Linked DNA regions of Mus musculus: regions 1, 2 and 4 are each linked to region 3. A link is a contact called in public HiChIP or PLAC-seq and promoter capture Hi-C data. All regions are on one chromosome and are shown on one strand. Each heading gives the region's core, a stretch centred on a gene start, on an enhancer-like site or on the middle of the called end of the contact. The rest is flanking DNA. Distances are from core to core; before and after follow the strand shown.

What was found. Promoter capture Hi-C pulls out the DNA fragments that hold promoters and counts their contacts. HiChIP or PLAC-seq counts read pairs in DNA pulled down with a chosen protein or histone mark.
Region 1: a contact with region 3 is called in a promoter capture Hi-C map of embryonic stem cells, with 2.8 times the contacts expected there. The contact joins the promoter of Slc25a20 here to the promoter of Cdc25a in region 3. A contact is called at or near these places in 2 of 39 promoter capture datasets (embryonic stem cells and pre-B cells) and 2 of 115 datasets of contacts at active chromatin or transcription factors (astrocytes and microglia).
Region 2: a promoter capture Hi-C map of hippocampal neurons shows a contact between it and region 3, with 5 times the contacts expected there. The contact joins the promoter of Slc26a6 here to the promoter of Cdc25a in region 3. A contact is called at or near these places in 10 of 39 promoter capture datasets (the 3T3-L1 cell line, cranial neural crest, embryonic stem cells and 5 more), 1 of 15 datasets of contacts at CTCF or cohesin (large pre-B cells), 2 of 484 Hi-C or Micro-C datasets (B cells and bone marrow-derived macrophages), 9 of 115 datasets of contacts at active chromatin or transcription factors (cardiomyocytes, embryonic stem cells, kidney and 3 more) and 1 of 9 other capture datasets (adipose tissue).
Region 4: an H3K4me3 HiChIP or PLAC-seq map of embryonic forebrain shows a contact between it and region 3, with 4 times the contacts expected there. The contact joins the promoter of Celsr3 here to the promoter of Cdc25a in region 3. A contact is called at or near these places in 10 of 39 promoter capture datasets (3T3-L1-derived adipocytes, the C10 cell line, cranial neural crest and 6 more), 3 of 484 Hi-C or Micro-C datasets (embryonic stem cells and palatal mesenchyme), 7 of 115 datasets of contacts at active chromatin or transcription factors (astrocytes, differentiating embryonic stem cells, embryonic forebrain and 4 more) and 2 of 9 other capture datasets (embryonic stem cells and liver).

Annotation. Positions count from the first base shown.
Region 1 is chr9:108,660,879-108,664,643 of GRCm38.p6, forward strand. It overlaps Slc25a20 (solute carrier family 25 (mitochondrial carnitine/acylcarnitine translocase), member 20), which reads left to right and starts at 1,258. Exons shown (of 9, transcript NM_020520.5): 1 at 1,258-1,454. The coding sequence starts at 1,350.
Region 2 is chr9:108,851,564-108,855,308 of GRCm38.p6, forward strand. Slc26a6 (solute carrier family 26, member 6) reads left to right here and starts at 2,480. Exons shown (of 20, transcript NM_134420.4): 1 at 2,480-3,271. It overlaps Celsr3 (cadherin, EGF LAG seven-pass G-type receptor 3), which reads left to right. Exons shown (of 36, transcript NM_001359572.1): 36 at 1-1,406.
Region 3 is chr9:109,874,142-109,877,816 of GRCm38.p6, forward strand. Cdc25a (cell division cycle 25A) reads left to right here and starts at 1,438. Exons shown (of 15, transcript NM_007658.3): 1 at 1,438-2,018; 2 at 3,020-3,093. The coding sequence starts at 1,849.
Region 4 is chr9:108,824,155-108,827,444 of GRCm38.p6, forward strand. Celsr3 (cadherin, EGF LAG seven-pass G-type receptor 3) reads left to right here and starts at 1,891. Exons shown (of 36, transcript NM_001359572.1): 1 at 1,891-3,290. The coding sequence starts at 2,166. It overlaps Gm35025 (a long non-coding RNA gene), which reads right to left and starts at 1,966. Exons shown (of 2, transcript XR_871161.3): 1 at 328-1,966; 2 at 1-211.

The sequences.
Region 1 (3,765 bases), core at 8-2,507, 1.2 Mb before region 3:
GGCCAAAAACATTAGCATTGTCCCGTAAGCCTCTCTCACAAAACTTTTTCTAAAAAAAAAATATATATTTACTCATTTTTATTTTGTGTCCTTGAGTCTTTGCCTCCATGAATGTATGTGTGCTTGGTGCCCAAAGAGGCCCAAAGAGGGCATTAGGTCTCATGGAAGTATAGTTTCAGACAGTTCTGGGCTGCTACGAGGGTGCAGGGAACAGAACCCAGGTACTCTGTAAGAGCAGCCAGTTCTCTGAGCTGCTGAGCCAGCTTCTGCAGCTTCTGCATGAGTAGTGAGCAGAATGAATTTCCGTTCACTAACAGGTCCTTCGGGTTTTCCTTTAGAAAATATTCACCATTGGATCGCACCTCGTTAACAACTCTGCTATGTGCTGGTCCAAGCCAACATTTCTACTCATGACCTTTAACTTTCTCCAGCCCCCTGGATTTCCTCTGGCTGTTTTCACCAGCAGTTACAGCGATCCTGATTTTTGTCTGTTTGTTTTAAAATCCGATCTGAGATTGTTAGTCTCCATCTAAAACCTGTCATAGAAGAGACTGATGTCCTCACAGTTCCTCCTGATGAGTAGTCTCCGTTTCTCCTGTCCTCACTGGCTGCTCCACCATCCCACCGCACCCCATTCCCACCCCTGTGGCCTGTGGTTTCTCAGATTTGACAACACAGACATCTCAGAGTTTTCAAATTTTCTTTATCTTCTGCCAGAAAGGTCCTTCATCCTTTACCGGGTATCTTTAGACAGGACTCATTTCCATGCCCTAGATCTTAATCCTTTGCCTTCCTAATGAGAGCTTCTCTTGTTTAACAAATTAGTTACAAATTATTTGTCTCCCACACTTTACTTCTTCCCGGATTTATTTTCCTATAGAGCCATTTTTACCATAGGACATATGCCATTTTTAACTTAGTCAAGGCTTATCAAAGACAGGGACCTCTATGGGGTACCTCCACTCTTCAGCACCTAAAAAAAAAAAAGTGGCTGTCACGCAAAAGGGTGTATGCGACCTCTGGGGAGTGCACAGATGCATAGGACCACAGAGGACCAGAGAAAGAAAAAAACTCAAGTCCAAGAAGACTTCCTGGAGGAGTAAGTCCCTGACAATCATTCCCAAGCCCCTCCCATACATCATTAGGGAAAGAGCCCCGCCCACTAAGGAGGAGGGCAGCCGGAAGTAGACTTCAGGGCGGAAGCCAGGCTAGTACGACTGGGCCCTCTTTCCGACCTGCCCACGGCCCCGCCCACCTGAATGTAGGTGAAAGGTCGGCGGAGCCGCTCGGGCAGCGGAGCAAGACCAAGACTGCCCGGAGCTGACAGACAGACAGACAGAAGACTGAGCATGGCAGACGAGCCGAAACCCATCAGTCCGTTTAAGAACCTCCTGGCTGGCGGCTTCGGCGGCATGTGCCTGGTGTTTGTGGGGCACCCCCTGGACACGGTCAAGGTGCGCGGAGTGTGGACGGGGGCTTGTGGAGGAATGCCCCGGGGCGGTGTGTGTGTGTGTGGGGGGGGGGGGGGGGGTTACGTGGAAAGTAGGGACCGCCGCGAGGTGCTGCCTTTCTGAACAGAAGTGGAGCCGGGCTGATGGATGCTTCCTTCCGTGGGAAGTTTACAGAGGGTTGGTATGTAGTTTACTAGGAAGCGCTGCTTTACCTAACCCGGCCAGAGGCTCTGCATTCAACTCCCTGGCACCTCAAAACAATTTTTTTTTCCTCTCGAGAATCAATACGAAATAGACAGAGGCTGTACCTCGCGCCCTAAGAGCCCTACAGCTCCTATTTCAAGGTCTTCGGATGGCAGTCTTTTTTTGAGCCCTGCGCACTTCTTTGGAGATGAGAAAGAAAAAGCTGCTGTCTGTGCCCGGTTAACCCTGATATTGTTATAAAGATTGGAACAGGTTATCTGTAGACTTGACCTCCCCCACAAATTAAGGACAAAGGTGGCAGAGATGTCCTTTGACACAGTCTCGTAAAGCCGGTGTGTCCCATAGCCTATCTCTTGTGCACTTTTCTTTGCCTGAAGAGGCACCTGGCCATTTACAGCCAGTCATTCACTGCAGGGTAAGCTGCATAGTCACCCCCATAGCAAGCAATGACCAGCCAGGCTCAGGTGTGGAAATCGAGGGGACCTTTCTCTCCTCAGCCTTTTATTCTTCCTCTTGCTGTACTCTCAGCCAGGTCTTGTGGAGACTAAAATCTATATTCGATGACTTAGCTCATAGATGAGCTCATATAAGCTCGTAGCTTATAGGTTTCTTTTTTCTTCTTCTTCTTCTTCTTCTTTTTTTATGGACATAGACCTGAAAGGAAATGACAGGTCATAGCCAGGATGAGCCTGTGAGAAGAAGACATGAGTCTTTTGTGTGTGTGGATGGCGTGTTGCTGGGGGCTGGAAGCCAGAGAAGATGTGAATCTCATAAAGGTGGTAACCTCGGTTGGGGGCTTGATAGGATGTCAGATCCAGTTTCCTCTGAAAGAGAACAGTATCCAAGGGCTCTTCCTTGGCAGGCTTGACAGCAGGCTATCTCACGGCCTCTGTTCAAAGTGAGGCTCACCACAGACAGCTCATCCCGAGGAGACTCTGTAGTGTTCATCTGTGAGAAATCAGATCCTATCAGTAGCAAAGGCTGTGCTTCTTATTCTTAGTGCTCCTAAGACAGTGGCAGGTTCAAGTAGCTCTGTCTAGCAAGGGGGAGTTTGTTTGGCCTTTATTTCTAATCTTATTCTACAGAGGCAGAAATCTTGTCCTGCACACCTGAGACTTTTAAAAAGCAATATCCTGACTCCTTATATAAGTGTACTCCTCTCTCGTCTCCTCTTGCTCTTGATGTTACACCCAGCAAGGGCCTAGTGACCTCTGTACAGGATTATAAACGACTGAAAGTGCTCACTGGAGTCTTGACAGAGAGGATTTTCCTTTGCAGTATAAACCAAACCCATGGCTGACCACTGTCCTTTTGACCTCGGAAAGCTGGGTGGTTACCAACTAAAAGCTGATGCTTTTGTGATTTGGTGTTTGTTTTTGTATTTGTTTTTATTTGTGTTTTTTTTCCCCTTTGAAGACACAGTCTCATGTATCCAATGCTGGCCAAAAACTCAAAATGAAGCAATTAACCTTGAATTTCTGCCCTCCTGCCTCCCAGGTACTTGAAGGTTCTTTCAAGGTTTCAAAGAAACTAAGCCTTGGCCCCTATGTCCTGGTCAGTAAGAATTGCCACACTTTAGAACTGGGGCGGGGAAAACATTTTACAGACAGTAGTGTTGGAGCAGGCATTGAAAAGCTGGCTGATTGGGAGCTGGAGAGATGGCTCAGCGGTTAAGAGCACTGACTGCTCTTCCAGAGGTCCTGAGTTCAATTCCCAGCAACCACATGGTGGCTCACAAACATCTGTACTGGAATTGATGCCCTCTTCTGGTATTCATATACATAAAATAAATAAATCTTAAGAAAGAAAGAAAGAAAGAAAGAAAGAAAGAAAGGAAGGAAGGAAGGAAGGAAGGAAGAAAGAAAGAAAGAAAGAAAGAAATTATTTGTGTCAAGAGATGGAGGTTATGCTTGGGCTCAGCAACACGGGCTTCCACTCACCAAAGCTGACTTGGCTACAGCTGCTGCTGATTGCCAGATCTGCCAACAGCAGAAACCAACACTGAGCCCCAGATATGGCACCATTCCTCGAGGTGACCAGCCAGCAACCTGGTGGCAGGTTGACTACATTGGACCACTTCCTTCGTGGAAAGGACAGCGTTTTGTTCTTA
Region 2 (3,745 bases), core at 1,230-3,729, 1.0 Mb before region 3:
TTATTTTTCAGCTTTTCTGTCTCCCAGGGGTCTCGAGACTGGGCTAGGAGGGGGAAGGGGATGGGAGAGAGACACTCCACTGGGCGCTTAGCTAAGCGTCTGCTCTTTCATTTCATCTTACAGCAGAGTGAATGAGTCAGGCCCCACCTGCTCTTTCCCCTTCTCTTCCCCACATTGATCTGAACGTTGTTGTTGGGGCCCAGGGTGCAAATTTGATCTTTGCATTTTCTCCGATGCCCCTAGGCCAAACTCCTGTTGGGGGGGGGGATTGGTCTTGGAAACAGGGGTTCCTCCATCCTCCTCCTGAGGGCTCACGTGCTCCACTCCTCCCTGTGGGTGTGGATATGTATTACATGGAGTCCCTGCCGCTTACTGCCTTAAGACCTAGGACTGATGCTGCAGGTGCTGGTGGAGCAGCAGAAGTCATGTTTACAGATCAAGGCTTCCCTTTCTCCCTTAGGGAGGGACTTGGGCCTCTAATCAGACATTCCTAGGGGGGTGGGTGGAGGGGAAACTCCTTTGTCCCTCCTTCACTTGTCTGTGGTGCCATTGGTTCATTACACTGTCCCCTTGAGGGATGAGGGGGGCAGTGAGCAAAGGGAGCAGAAACAAGGGAACCCAAGACCCAGAATGTAGGTAGGTGCCACCGCCTCTCACTGCTTACAGGATCCTCCCTGGCACCAGGCTGCAGCAGTGGCTGCCCCACCTTCTGTTGGTCCCTTATAAAGGGACAGGTAACTGTTAGGATCCTGCTCACAAAACTCTCTTGTTAGTTGTCTGATGTCCAGTGCTGGGGACTTTACATTTTTGTTACTTTGTTTACAGATCAAGATTATTTTTTTAACATGGTTGGGTTTTATTTATTGTTTACAGCTTCAACCATTGAACTTACACACTTTGTTTTATAGTTCAGAATGTTTCCCCCTCTTTGTTTACAAGTGAAAGGTAGAAAAAGTGGGGGAGGGGCCTAAAAGACCCACCTGCGATGCCCCTGGACCTGGCCATCTTGAGGTAGGCTTCTAATCCCAACTTTTCCCAGGTCAAAGGTCAGCTGAGTCTTCTAACAGCTTGCCCCGAAAGTGGCTCAGGACCGGGGTTCTGTGCAGCCGCCACCCACCCCTACCCTGTGTTTACTCTTGGGAGGCAGTTTCTGAGATTCAAAAAAATCCCACTTCACTGCCTGTGCCAAATCCCACCAGCCAGGTCCCCAGCTCTCTTTACCCAGACTGACCCCTGCCCTTGAAGGGCTGAGAGGCCTGTCGGTTGGGAGAGTGTCCTTGCTATGTCCTAGGTTCTGTAGATGCCCGTCTCTGGGGTCCCCTTCCAACAGTGGCCCTCTTTCCTGTCTGTGTAAATTGTTCCGTGAAGCCGCGCTCTGTTTTGGGAATAAACTTCTATAGAAAACACTTGTTCCTCTTTCTGTCTCAGCTGTTGAGAATACTCACCCAGGATGACCTTTGTAGGACTCTGAGCTCTCCTCCCTCCAAAATAGCCAGTTATTTTTAGCCCATTTCATGGGAGATTTGGACCAGGTTCCCATTTCTTTCTGAAATATGGCCTCTCACCTTGTGACTGGAGCCTGAAGTTGGAGCGCAGGAGCTGCGCCAAGAGAAGCCACTTTCCTGGTCTAGGCAGTCATATGAGGGTTTCCTTAATATCCAGAGGCTGACATTTGTGGCCCTGCCCATTAGTCACCCCAAACCTAGGCGTTCCCACTTCAGTTCCTGCTTACCCACCCACACTCTGGCCCTTACTGGTCTTTTCTCACTTGGATCAGGCCAGAGCTTCCAGACCTGGAAAGGATCCTGAGTGCTCCATTTCCAGTCTAGGCAGCCAGGTGTGAAAGTGAAAGGGGGGGGGGGGGCTTAAGAAGCCACCCATGGTGACAAATACCTTTGATCTCTTCTTTAATCCCAGCACTCACTAGGCAGAGGCAGGTGGATCTCTGTAGACAAGTCTGGTCTACAGAGAGTTCCAGGACAGCCAAGGCTAAACAGAGAAAACTTGTCTGGAAAAAAAGAAATGGAGGTGGGGTGGGGCTGGTCTTGAGGACCACTGTGCCAGGTCTCAGAAGGAAAAATCTGAGGGTGATACTCACAGCTTGGTGGTCCCTGAGAGACCCTACAGGCCTAGATCTCCCACAGTTGAGGCTGGGGCCCCTGGTTGCACACCTAGGCATCCAGATCGGTCAAGAATGTCTCCTCTGCATAAAGTGGGGACCTTCTACAAAGCATACAATTAGGTCCAGCCACTTAAGGGCACAGAGGCATAACATTGGCCAAGCGTAGCGCTGGGCCTTCGTTCCAGTCCTCCAGTCTCAGCAGAATGCTCCAGCTCCCAGCAGGTTAACAAGAATCGCAGGCAGGGACAGAAGCTAGGCCGACGGGAAGGAAAGGGTTAAAATTTTATTCTCCGGGCTCGCCCCGCCCAGAGAGTATGACTTGGATTCCACCCCCAGAATTCTGATTGGTCTGATCTTGCACATCCTAGCGGTGGAGCTTGCGGCCGGCCAAGTTCTGGGCCTGGCGCCACCTTCTAGCCGGTAGTGGCCTCCTGGGGGAGCTGTTTGAAAAGCGGTACACGAGTTACCCTCTGAGGGCCATGGGACTTCCCGATGGGTCCGGTGAGTTGCAGGGCGCTGCCCAAATTCCGCGTGCCCGCGAAGCGCTAGTAGTTCTGTGACTCCCGGCCTGGGTCAATTCAGGAAGGGAACCTCCAAGTCCCCGACAGGCATTTCCCGTCTGCGGAGCCTTAGTTTACCGCCTTGCCGATTTTCCGAAGGAGGTTATCCATCAACAGCGAGGGATGGGGGCGGGCTCTGGCGCGACCCCAGCTCTTGAGGGTTGTACTGAACGTCCCTGGAGTGCTAATAAGGGCGCTGCAGGGAAGTTGCTGCTTACCGAGGAGTCCTGGCACGGGAGGTGTGCCAGCTGGGCGCGTTGGGACTGGGAGAGAAACCGCTGCAAGACAGGCTCTAGCCAGGCGGTGGACCAGCCGCGGCCTGAGTCGGCAGGGTACTGTTCACATTTGTCGCTGCCGGCCCTTGTGCCCTCCCAAAGGGAGGTGCCAAGCATCAAGGCTCCGCCCTCCAAGGCGCGTGCCGCCTGGTAAGGGGAGGGAGCCCTTTAAGAAGACTTGAGAGATCTTGAAGGAGGGGAGAGGGGCCGCTGAGATCTCCTGGAGCCCGCGGTGCAGAGAATCTCTGAAGATCTTCCTTGCGTCTGCACTGCTCCCTCCTCCATTGGATACCCAGGTTAGAGAGTCTTCCCAGGTGAGTTCCTACCCCTCTGGTGGGATTCTCTCCCCTGGTTATAGCCTCTCCTAGATCAGAACTCACAGGTGATATCTTTCCCACAGGCTAGCCCCTCCCCCCTGCCCACTCCAAATTTGTTTCCCCTGAAATATATTTATAGAGAGCTGCATTCCATATGGAGGCACCCCCCCCCCAGATCAGAGTTTCTTCTGAGAGACCCCCTCAGATCCTATTCTCTGGTAAAGTCTCCCACTTCCGAGAGAAGTGCCTCTCCAGAGAAGTGCCTCCCGATGAGAGATTCCCACACCCCCGGTCAGAACTTGCCTGGCTGGTGAAAGCTTTCAGGGCAGAGTTCCCTCCAGGTTGGATTGGCTTCCAAAAGCTCCTGTTCCCAGGTGAAGTCTCTCTACTTCGAGTGGGAGCCTGTCAAAACTCCCTGGAGGTGAGAGCTTCGACCCTGGAGTCTTGCTGGACCCTGTCCTGAAACTGGAG
Region 3 (3,675 bases), core at 188-2,687:
ACCTAACAAGCACAAAACTAAGTTCAGTGGTGAACTGGGAGATCAAATTCAAGGCCATCCTTGACTATAGAGAGTCCAAAGCCAGCCTGACTGCACGGGACCCTGTCTCAAAAGAAAAATATATGGAATCACAAATATGGCCATAGTGAAGATACTTAAGAAGCCCATAACCATGTCTTGTGATATAATGGTTATTCATCTAAATAGTGAATAAAGTAACTACCTTCCCTTCACTCTGGTCCCTCCTGGAATTATTTTTGTGATGTAAGACTTGTAAAGATTAAGTACACTAGTAGAGTTATCACACATGAAACACTGTCATGTACATAAACACTAAATGTTGCCTAGTACTTTTACAGTGATTTGAATGGCTCCCATGGGCTCATATGATTGAATGCTTGATCCCCAACTGTTTGGGAGGGATTTTAGAGAAGGTGTGGCCTTGTTGGAACAGGTGTGTAGATGGGAGTGGGTTTTGAGTTCTTAAAAACCCACACCAGGCAAAGTCTCTCTCTCTCTCTCTCTCTCTCTCTCTCTCTCTCTCTCTCTCTCTCTCTCTCTCTTCCTCCCTCCCTCCCTCCCTCCCTCCCTCCCTCTCCCTCTTCCTTTCTCCATCCCACCTCCCCCCACCCCCTTCTCTCTGCTTGCTATCTGTGGATCATAGCTCTCAACTACTCCTGTTTCAGCCCGGGCTATTAAAAAAAAAAGTCCCTATTTCAAAAATTAATTAAATTAATTAATCAGAGTCTGGAGCAGGAATGGTGGCACATGCCTTTAATTTCAGCATTCGAGAGGCAGAGACAGAGGCAGATCGATCTGAATTCGAGGCCAGACTGGTCTACAGAGCGGGTTCGAGGACAGCTAGGGCTACACAGAGAAACCCAGTCTCGAAAAAGAAAAAAAGAAAGACAAAATCAGAGCCTGAAGTCCTGTGAAGGAAAAGAGGGATCCAGGATCCATGGTACTGTACCACACAGTTAGAGAAGAGCCAACGCCTGGTCCAGATGGCCTTCCCTAGTCTCTCTGTCTCCTAAAAAAAAAAAAAAAAAAAAAAAAAAAAAAAAAAAAAGTGCACAGCACTATGCTCAGTAGCTCAGACAGGTGTGTAGCACACGCTGTAGGAACTACACTACCCAGCATGCAACTGAAAAAGAGCGGGGCCTTTCGGTAGGGACTAGCGCCCCCACAGAAAGTTTCATTGACTCCTTTCTCATTTCAGCCACCTCCCAACTCTTCAGGCTTCGCCCCCACCGAGAGAGGGCGTGACCTCGAGGAGGCCCACGAGACGCTTCCTCCTTTCCTTCTCATTGGTCCGGCTCAGCTGTCATTCGGGAGCGAGGAGAAGTTTGCTTCCTGATTGGTGAATTCCGTTTGGCGCCAACTAGGAAAGGGGCGGGGCGGCGGCTATCCTGAGTGTGCAGCAATTAACGCTAAGGCCACTTTGGTGGTGAGGGAAGTGAAGGTTCCTTCTCTGCGAGCCGGCTACGGAGCAAGGAGGGAGAAAAAAAGTGAGGCGAGTTAGTCGGAGCGGTGGTCTCAAGACTCTTCCTCCACGGAGTTTGTTTGGATTTAATCTTGAGGTTGCAGGCGCCCGCCCGCCTGCGGGCCTCGCGGGACAGAGAGGGAAGCACCGGTGCTTGTGCCTGGCGCCTGCCGAGTCCCCTACGCTCGCCGGTCCGCGCCGCTGCCCGTGGCGGCCGCGTCTCTGAACCGCGGGGTCGTGTTTGTGTTTGACCCGCGGGCGCTGGTGGCGTGGCACGCGGCTGAAGCCGGTGCCAGCGGGGCGGGGCCCGGCGCAGCGGAGGCGGAGGAAGACGGAGCGGGAGTCCGGGCAGGCCCGGCGGCGCCATGGAACTGGGCCCGGAGCCCCCCCACCGCCGCCGCCTGTTCTTCGCTTGCAGCCCCACGCCTGCGCCGCAGCCCACGGGGAAGATGCTGTTTGGCGCGTCAGCTGCTGGCGGACTGTCCCCTGTCACCAACCTGACGGTCACCATGGACCAGCTGGAAGGACTGGGCAGGTGAGAGACCAGCGAGCGATGCCCCAGGCCGCTGGCCTCTGGTCGGCCCTCGGGATGATCCAGCAGGAAACAGAGTCTGTCCACTTGGTTCTGATGCTCCGACCCGGAATGGCCTGGCTAGGGCCCGCCATGTGCACCCTCCCTCCCGGGCGGAATGTTGGGCGGGAGAGGCCGTTCGGATAGTCCAGGGCTATCCTCAGCCAAGAGCCAGACCGCGGAGATCGAGGAAGCCTGCTGGGCATCCTGTCTTGTTCACCCCTTTCAGATTTCTCTCTACGCTGTCTCTATTCCAGAAAAGTCTTTGGAATCTACCCTTATGGGGGTTGGGAGGGAGGGTGAGAATGGGTCCTCCTAGGCCCTCTTTGCTGAACCACCCGCGCCGGATCTTAGTTTCCTGTAAGCTTTGTTCCTTCTCAACAAAGGGACGTGGCATTTTCTTTTCTTGCATTTGTGTAAAATCTATGCAGCCACCTGGCCGGCACGTTTCTTGTATCTACCCATCTACTACCTTTTTTAAGCTATCACTTTTTACCTAACTTTTCCATATTGGAAATCTTCGAGGACTTTGTAGTCCTACACCACTATCACTAACAAAAATGCTTAACACTATTTTTAGTGAAGTTGCTTTTCCTTCGATGTTGGGTATTTCGCCTCCTAAACTTGTCTTACAACTTTTGCAAACCCTGAAAAGCTGGGACTCCTGGCCTAGTCACCTTTGCCCTTACTCCTGGCTCACTCAGAACCTCAGACTGAGGCTCTCCTTTAAGGAAACCCAGCCCTTGCCACAGGCCTGTCTGACAATGTGGCCCAAGGCCAAACCACTCACTCCTTTCTTTGTTTAAATGCCAACTGGGGTATTCTGGGTGGCCAAGTGGGGTGTCCTTGGCTTGGTCTCTCAAAGATGGTTTGTGGCAGCCTGGCTACTTCGTGGCCTGTATGTCACCTTTTTTTTAATCATGTGCTAGAAATTGCTCATGTGGAGGTGCCTCTCTTGGTTTCAGTGACTGTGAGAAAATGGAAGTGAGAAATAACAGCAGTCTACAGAGAATGGGCTCCTCAGAATCGACCGATTCAGGTATTGCCATTACTGTTCATGTGTGTCTATGTATGTGCTCGTGTGTGTTTAGATCAGAAGGCATCAGAGCCGCTGGAGCTGGAGTTACAGGCCATTGTGAGCTGCCTGATATGGCTGCTGGGAACTGAATTTGTCCCCTCTACAGGAGCACCAAGTGCTACTAACCACTAAGCCACTTATTTTTAAGAATTTAATTAAATCAATTTATTTATTTTGAGACAGGGTCTCACCATGTAGATCACATTGGCCTCTTGCCTCTTGAGTGCTGTGGTTAAAGGCATGGGCCACCATCCATCCCCCTGACCACTCCAGGTGTCCGTTCAGCCTTCACATTCATCTGGAGTCAGCCATTCGGGAAGCATCTTGCCTAGGAATTTAATTGGCAACAGTACACATAGAAATTGTGGTGTGGTGTGGTGTGGTGTGAAGTGACAAACACCCTTTAGTAGAGTACAGAGGAAGCTCCTGAGACAGTTTATGAAGAGAAGAAGCGCCAAATCTTTATTCCAGTTCTTTTTTCTTTTTTTTTTTTTTAATGTGTGCTTTTATATATGTGGATGTTGGCTCACATGCCTCTCGTGT
Region 4 (3,290 bases), core at 641-3,140, 1.0 Mb before region 3:
TTTTTCTCTTTCCAGGAAGTGCATTGGGAGCGACTACTGTGGGTTGGACACAGAAGTGAGGATATGTGAGAAAACAAGGTGAGGGAACGGCTTACCAACAGCAGCCACAAACGGGGGAAAAGTGGGAGACAGTCTCACGCCCGCAGCCGCCTCGAATGTCGTCTCTAGTAGACGCCACGGAGACGTCAAAGGTGGAGGCCAGTCACCAGCCCTGCATGAGGGGAAAACGGAACGATTTCCCTCAGCCAAGGTGCCTTACTTAACACATCTGCCCACGCGGCAAGAGCCGGGATGGCATCCTAAAAGTGCTGCTCAGGCAACTCGTACCGGAAGTCCAGATCCCTAAGGTCATTCAGGGGTCTCCTCTGTGATTCCAGCTGGTTTCCTCCTTGTTCAACCTGAGATTTGCGCTTTCCACTAGCTAGTCTGTGGACCCACAGAGCGGCGGGCGCTTCAAAACCAGGTCCCGCTCCTCTCTTCTCTAGTCAGGAACTACAATCCTACGGAGTACTTTCTTTAGTGCCGCTGTACATAGTCCACCTACACGCACAAATGGTGTATCTGTCACGGAACTCTGACTTGAGTCTTAAGACTTAACGACCCCAAACACTACAGCTGATACCCATGGGTCAGATCACAGCAGCCTCGTCCAGTGCAACCCGAGTGAGCCAAACCTCCCCGAAGCAAAGAAACCCAGGAGCGAGAGAATGCGTTGATTGGTTGCTGGTGATGTCATAGCTACCATTTGGGGGCGGGCCAGAGGTCTTGGCCAGGAGTTCTTGGACTGTTTGAAGTAGTAACCACTCAGCCGGGGGAACCGCACCCAGGGCAATGTTCTGGGGTCCTAGGCCTGACTCCTGTCTCGGTGTCAGAATGAATGAGTCCCCTGCACCTTGCGTTGCAGCTCATCACCGATGCCAAGTTTGGAGGCTGATCAATATAGCGCGTCTTTTGGATTATTTCTGCTGGCTAGCGTGGAACCCGCGAGGCCCTCCTACCTCCCGCATACAATGGAGTCCTCCGAGAGGGGCGGGGTCTCCCATTGTGCCAATAGAAACAATGACACTCTAATTGGAATGCGCCGCCTTTCTCTAGGATTCTGTGACGTCTGTTGCGCCACATCTAGCTATTGGTTGGTTGAGATGCGCGCGTGCCAGGAGTTGGACGGAAAGCTAGACTGGACCAGGACTAGGGAGAACTGAGCTTCTGTCGGGTTCTTCAAGGGGTTAAAGGATGCAGTTGTCGCAGGCGAGGGGGCGGAGATCTGAGGAAGCTGGGTCCACAGTTGTACAACCCTGGGTTCCACGTGGCATCTCAGAACACTGGAAAGAACCATAGCCTAGAGAGACGTGGTGTCTCTCCCAAGTCTGGGAGACCGCTAGTGACTCTCGTGGCGGAGAAGAGTTGGCTTCTCTTCCTGTCTCAGAAGGGTCGTTTTCAGATCCTGTTCTGTAGGAGCAAACAAGGAGATTTTTGCGACATGTTTCTCATAAGTTAAACTTGTTAATAAACAGTTAACGCTATTGTTTGAACCAGGCCGGTGTCTGGCCATTATTTTCACAGTCCCAGGATTCTATATGGTAACCCTTCCCAGACCGATGACAGCACATTTTCAAACCAAAATGGGTGTTAGGGCTCGGAACTAGCGCTCTAAAGGGAGACGAGATTCTCGGTCTGAAGAAAGACTAGGAAGCCACGCTGGAATAGCGCACTAGGATGAGAGGGAGGGCGGTGGCAGAGTAGCGGAGAAACTCCCAGCTCCGTTCAGCACCGTGGGCAGCACTTCTGTTCTCAATAAAGATGGCGGTAACGGCTTCAGTCGCCAGAACTGCCATGCGCGACGGGCTGTACCACCAGGTTTGGGGCATCGGGGCGGAGGTGGAGCAAACCATCGGAGCGGCCGGGAGCCATGTTGGAGCGTCGGGAGGCGGCAGCGGCGTCGGGGATGCTGTGGTGGGGGCGGCAAAAGCCGGGGCCGTATGCCAAAGGGGCTCTGGCCGCGGAGTAGATGGTGCCCAGAGAGCAGTGGCGGCGCGGAGCGACGGGCAGAGGGGCGGAGGGCCGGGGCGGCGGCAGGGGCCCAGGAGGGGGCCAGAGCAGCGGGGCGGGCCCAAGGCCCGGACCCGGGCGGGGGGCGGCGGAGGCCGTGACGGGAGGCGGGGGTGATGGCGAGGCGGCCTCTATGGTGGGGTCTCCCGGGACCGTCGACCCCGGTACTACTGCTCCTTCTCCTCTCTTTGTTCCCTTTTAGCCGGGAGGAGCTGGGGGGCGGTGGGGACCAGGACTGGGACCCAGGGGTTGCTACTACTACTGGGCCAAGAGCGCAAATCGGCAGTGGAGCCGTAGCTCTTTGTCCCGAATCTCCCGGCGTCTGGGAAGATGGAGATCCTGGCCTGGGGGTCAGGGAGCCTGTCTTCATGAGGCTCCGAGTAGGTAGGCAAAACGCCCGGAATGGTCGAGGGGCCCCTGAGCAACCAAACGCGGAGGTGGTGGTCCAGGCATTGGGTAGTCGCGAGCAAGAGGCAGGTCAGGGTCCAGGGTATCTGTTATGTTGGCACCCAGAGATCTCCTCTTGTGGGCGGACAGGGCCTTTACGAAGAGGTAGCCTGCCACTCGATGCTCTGTCCCCAGGGGATTCTGATCTGAGGAACAGCTCTCCTCACCCTTCAGAACTTCTGGCTCAGCCTGATGGCTCCAGGCCAGTGGCCTTCCAGCGTAATGCTAGGAGAAGCATCCGCAAAAGAGTGGAAACCTCTCGCTGCTGCGGGAAGCTGTGGGAGCCAGGACACAAGGGTCAGGGTGAGAGATCCGCGACTTCCACAGTGGACAGGGGACCCTTTCGGCGGGACTGCCTCCCCGGCTCTTTAGGATCTGGCCTGGGGGAGGATTCAGCACCACGTGCTGTGAGGACAGCTCCTACGCCGGGTTCAGCACCTCGCGAGTCTCGGACAGCTCCCGGGCGCATGCGCTCCCGCGGTCTCTTCCGCCGCCGTTTCCTCTTTGAGCGCCCTGGGCCGCGCCCTCCCGGGTTTCCGACTGGTCCTGAAGCCAAGCAAATACTCTCAACTAACCAGGCTCGTCCTCGTCGTGCTGCAAACCGCCACCCGCAGTTTCCTCAATACAACTACCAGACACTGGTACCTGAAAATGAGGCAGCGGGCACATCAGTACTGCGCGTGGTGGCACAAGACCCGGACCCAGGCGAGGCCGGGCGCCTCATCTACTCGCTGGCGGCGCTCATGAACAGCCGCTCGCTGGAGCTTTTCAGTATTGATCCTCAGAGTGGCCTC